Regions from separate parts of the Oryctolagus cuniculus genome. Here region 1 is linked to region 2. The links are chromatin contacts, called in public Hi-C maps. All regions are on one chromosome and are shown on one strand. The core of a region is the stretch at or near the end of the contact, and the rest is flanking DNA. Distances in the headings are between cores, read along the strand shown.

Region 1 (2,700 bases), core at 64-2,563, 110 kb before region 2:
CGGTCCTCAAGGTCCATGTGTCCTCCTCCCACCAACGACTGACCAGCATGCCCCAGCTCTTCCTCTGTGAGCTCTCAGGACACCAGGCTGACCATGTGAGGTCATGGTAGCTTTCTTTCAGTCTCCCATAAAGAACATCTCTCTCTGAGAATGTTGCTGGACAAAGGTCTCCAGGTAGACTCTGCCCTGTTTATTTTTATTCTGCTTTTCAATATTAATTGTGACTAGATTCTAAAAAGAATAATGTCTGTCATTTGCAAGGCTTTGGGGCCTTTCCATGCAAACCAAAGTGGAAATTGTTTTGGCTGAGTGGGTTGGCCACCCACTAGTGATAGGAGAGCTTTGCCATGGGTTTCTGGGTGTTTATCAAGGAAAGCACATTCCCCCCACCCCACTTGGGTTGCAGAGCGACACAACTCTGATGTGCCATCGTATCCTTCTGTTCAAGATGTAAACAATTTGTTTTGAGGTCTGGTTACAATATAATATTAGTAAATAAACGTTTAAAATTGAAGTACAACTTACAGGCAGAAATGCATACAAATCATAAGCATACAGCTTGAAGGATTTATCCCAAAGTAAACACTCACTTAACTACTACGCAGATGGGGACATTACCAGCATTCCAGAAGCCCCTCTCGGGCCCCTCCCAGCCACCAGCCCTACCCTCTCCCTACAGGGAACCTCTATAATTTTGATCTTATGACCTCCATATTTTTATATATCTGATGGCCCAGATAATTATCTCTGGAGGCCAGAGTTAATCAGAAGCTGGGAGGATTATTTCCCTGTGAGTCATTTCTCTTAAGCAGAGTTTATCAGTGAGGATGCTTCCAGCTGCAAGGAATAGAAACCTAAACTTGAATGGCTTAATAGGAAAAATTAGGATCTCCATGTAGATGCAAGTCCTGCTGTCGGCCAAGCTTCAGCGTGAGTTGGGTCAGCAGCTTGGGTCAATCTCTGCACTTGGCCGTCCTTGGTGCTGGCTTCATTCTCGGGCTGGCAACAGGATGCCCACAGCAGTTCTTTCCTGTGGGTGTTTCTTTGGAGAGGAAACTTCTCCCTGAATCCTTCCTCAGATGTCCCATCGTATCCCGTTGGTGAGAACTGGGTCACATGTGTGACCAATCAGACCAGGGGTATGGGTGGGGCCCAAATGTCTGAGACTTATCATCTGGGGTGGGTGGATGTTAAGAAGTCCACTCCAAAGCTCCCCCACGGAAAGCCACGTAATTCAATAGACAATGCCTGCTAAAACCAACCTCTTTATACTGCTAAATGGTAACAAGGGTTATAAACAGCCGAGGCTTCTGGCTGAGCGTACTGTTGGAGACTCAAGGTTAGAGGTAAGGAAGTAAGTCTCTGTGGGGAAAGAATAAATTGACCATGACAAAATAAACACAGCAGTTCTTGCCCTCTCTCCCTCTCTCCTGTGAACATCAAGATCCTTTCTCTCTGCACTGTTTGGGTCCTGAGTCATAAACATATTTTTCAAAGTTACTGAGATAGTGTCTGTTACTGGTTATGTTAAGCACAGAACATAATGTTTCAGTATACACTTAGCACAAAGCCTACCTCTTTGCAAATCACATGACAGCACGCAGCGCACACGAGGCGTGCCACGGGAGTGCTACAGGATGTGGGAGCCACAGCTTCTCAGGTTCTCCAGATTCCTTAAGCCACCTCCATATAACCCACCAGCCACTCAGGTCTTCTGCACATTCGAATATTGTCTTAGATTCTCCTGAAGAATTTTATAAATCTGAGAGCCCCACATCTGTCTGTATGTTTGAACATTCACTTTCAGAAGGTGGCGGGGTACGTAACACGGACATTCCTTCTATCAGAGTGCCAGTCACGGCTATTATTAGAATGCTGGACGAACACTTTTCAGAAGACTGTGGCTGAAGAAGAGCTGGGTAGGTCAGATAAACTCATTAGTGGAAAGCAATCAAACTAATCGCGTACAATAGTGATGTTTTTGTGTTAAGTGCATGCATCCATGGGACAGGACACATAGTAAATGGATTTCAAAGGTGAGCTATCATTCTATTTATGTATATAATATTTTACACATCTATGTGCACGTATGTCAATAATTTTGTTTTGGTTAAAAAGATAGTCATTCACAGTGGATTAATACACAACTGAAACTCAGCACCAACAAGGAAGGATGAATATAAGGGCAATTCCAATTGGAGGGTCAAAAAGCTAGTGGATCTTCAGAAAAATATTTACCACGAAGCATTCCTGAGGACATGTTTTTCTTACAAATGTTTCCAATACTTTAATTGCACTACATATTTTAAGTTTTATTTATTTGAAAGAGTAGCATCCCTCCCAAGTCTGCCTTTCAAATAAATAAGTAAATCTTAAAAAAGGAGGAGGAGGAGAAGGAGAAAGGATGACAGACAGAGGGAAGAGACAGCTAAGACTAGGGCAGCCCAAAGCCAGGAACCCCATCCAGGTCTCCTGCACGGGTAGCAGGGACCTAAGAACTTGGGCCATCATCTGCTGCCTCCTAGGATGCACAGTAGTAGGAATCTCGATTGGAAGTGGAGGAGCCGGGACTCTGATATGGGATATGGGTGTCCCCACCACAAAGCTTGCCCTTAATTGTACTACATCGATAAGGCAACACACCATCCCAAACAGCATATACACCATTAATAATATGCACAGTTCCAATATGAGAAAACA
Region 2 (2,700 bases), core at 178-2,677:
GCCAGGGCTGGGCCAGGCCAAAGCCAGGAACCAGGAGCTTCTTCCTGGTTTCCCACACGGGTGCAAGGGCCCAAGGACTTGGGCCATCTTCCACTGCTTTTCCAGGCCATAGCAGAGAGCAGGATCCGAAGAGGAGCAGCTGGGACACGAACTGACACCCATATGTGATGCTGGCACTGTAGGCGGAGGCTTAGCCTACTATCCTACAGCACTGGAACGCTACTAATATACTTGTATATGCACAAATTGTCTTCAAGAAGTTCTTAGAAAATGTGTATTAGTGAAAAACTTTTCAGATTTAAAAAAATATTTCTGCAAGAAAATAAACTTGTCCATTCTATTTTCTATGAACTTTTTGGAGATACCCTTGTAGATGTTTATGCCTGTGTATATAACTTTTAAAGCATACACAAAAAAGGACAATATTGCATACAATGTTTTGTAAGTTGTTTTCCTCTTTTGGAGCAGGTCACACTCAAAGGTTTCCTTAGTTAAAACAAACAAACAAAAGTGTTGAACATCTTTTCAAAGCAGTACACTCATACATCAACAAATCCTCCCCCCGTGTGCCTTCGGTCTGACGGACTAACAGGCAAATCTCTCTGAGAGTAGGCACTCGGCTGTTTTGCTGCTATTACACCTGATTCTGCTAATGGGATGATGCACCATAAAATGTGTTTCATGAAAGGGACATCTGCCTAGTTTCAGGTATTTCTATTTTTTTTCCATCATGGGCATAAGAAGAGATAGTTTTGGGTACTTCTGTTCCAAAACTGCTGCCCTGAGTGTGCTTGTGCCTGTACTCATAGCACAGGAGAAAGTGTAGGGTCAAATGGCATGTGAACTGTGACCACCAAGGGTGCCATGATTCCCATACCTGATGGGGCATCAAAACTGGAATTCCAGAGAGCTTAAAATACATAGGCTGAGGCCGGCACTGTGGCATAGTGGCTAAAGCCGCTGCCTGCAGTGCCAGCATCCTATATGGGCACTGGTTCGAGTACCAGCTGCTCCACTTCCAATCCAGCTCCCTGCTATGGCCCAGGAAGGCAACAGAAGATGGCCCAAGTCCTTGAGCCTCTGCACCGACATGGGAGACCTGAAGGAAGCTCCTGTCTCCTCCTGGCTTTGGACTGGCAACGCTCCAGCCATTGCAGCCATCTGGGGAATGAGCCAGCGAACGGACAACCTCTCTCTCTCTGCCTCTGCTTCTCTGTAACCCTGCCTTTCAAACAAACAAATAAATCTTTAAAAAAAAATAATACAATAAATACATAGCTACCTTTGTACACCCCTCTCCATTCTAACTCAGCAGGCGGGGGAGGGCCCAGAATCCCTTCAGTGGGAGCTCCCTCAGCAATGCAAGACCGGGCACGGCCACACCCCCTGTCCAATTCTGGCTACACGGCAGCAGATGGGAATGTGCTCCTGTAGCCTAATCTTAATGTGGTTACTCACTGGTTACTCACCTGATGGTTATCAACAGTGTCTGCTGAGTGCGAGACCCTGTGCTCTTTGTCCCAGAGGCAAGGTTGTGCTGCGGGCGTGGCAGGCATTTCACCACCCATGGGTGGCGGTGCTTCGGGTGAGTGGGTGAGTTTGATGGCAACACGTCGGCCCTGGCTGGGGTTTGGGGAGGGAGCAGAGTGTGGGTGAAACTCTGGAATCCTGCAGCACTGCAGCGGCAGGAATTTTAAAAAGGCCCAGCCCTGGACTTGGTGACAGGTTTCTGTGTCTAACCCGCGGCCAGCAACACTACTCGATCTTCCCTGCCAGCCGGCATGGGGGGCAGGGCACAGTCCTTTCCCTCTGGGCCCTTCTAAGCCACACAAACTACAAGGGGATGAAATCCACGTGGGAAATGTGCCACGGACATCTAACAGATCCCCACAGAGTTCCCCATCACTCGTGACCCACCCAAAAGCCATGTTCCCTGGACTTGTCCTCTGGCAGTCTCTGTCTCCAGGGGGTGTGCTCCCTGGCACTTGAAATTAACAGCAAAGGAAAAAAACGGCTGCTGCCACTGCTCCCCGAGGCCTCCATGTCAGAACATCCAGCTGCTTTACTGAGCCATCCCACCGGGTTCTCCCCATGGTGCAGGCAGCTCGGAGAAGCTGACAAACCATACAGAGGCCACAGGTTCTCAGGAGAGTAGCCGTCAACCTTTCTTGTTTGCACACTCTATTACTTAACAAGGTCGGAAAACTATCTCCAAAAACAGGTCCCCGCCTCTGTGGCCACATAATTTATAATAAAAGTAGGAAAAGGAGATATTTTTAATAAATGGTGTGGGAATAGATGGATACCCATATGGGGAAAAAAAAAAAAAAACACGAAACTAGATCCTATTCCATACCATTTGCAAACAACAAATTCAGGTAGAGGGGCCGGCATTGTGGTGCAGCGGGTTAAAGCCCTGGCCTGCAGCACTGGCGTCCCATATGGGCACCGGTTCGAGTCCTGGCTATTCTACTTCCAATCCAGCTCTCTGCTATGGCCTGGGAAAGTAGTAGAAGATGGCCCAAGTGCTTGGGCCCCTGCACCCGTGTGGGAGACCTGGAAGAAGCTCCTGGCTCCTGGCTTTGGATCAGCTCAGCTCTGGCCATTGCGGCCATTTGGGGAGTGAACCAGCAGATGGAAGACCTCTCTCTTTCTGGCTCTACCTCTTTCTTTCTGTAACTCTGTCTTTCAAATAAATAA

What was found. Hi-C and Micro-C count contacts between places; a contact is called where the count stands out from the background.
Region 1: a contact with region 2 is called in a Hi-C map of psoas muscle, with 7 times the contacts expected there. The contact joins two enhancer-like sites. A contact is called at or near these places in 4 of 6 Hi-C or Micro-C datasets (liver, psoas muscle, skin fibroblasts and 1 more).

Annotation. Positions count from the first base shown.
Region 1 is chr18:52,592,509-52,595,208 of mOryCun1.1, reverse strand. LOC138846561 (a long non-coding RNA gene) reads right to left here. Exons shown (of 3, transcript XR_011384065.1): 2 at 1,576-2,700; 3 at 1-1,362. Among named protein-coding and RNA genes, the nearest start is that of CYB5B, 64 kb to the right of the region's middle. Within about 2 kb of position 1,313, at least 1 of the 8 cell types and tissues checked has an H3K27ac peak or open chromatin away from gene starts, as enhancers often do.
Region 2 is chr18:52,482,273-52,484,972 of mOryCun1.1, reverse strand. The region is part of intron 5 of NIP7 (nucleolar pre-rRNA processing protein NIP7); the gene reads right to left. Among named protein-coding and RNA genes, the nearest start is that of TERF2, 12 kb to the right of the region's middle. Within about 2 kb of position 1,427, at least 2 of the 8 cell types and tissues checked have an H3K27ac peak or open chromatin away from gene starts, as enhancers often do.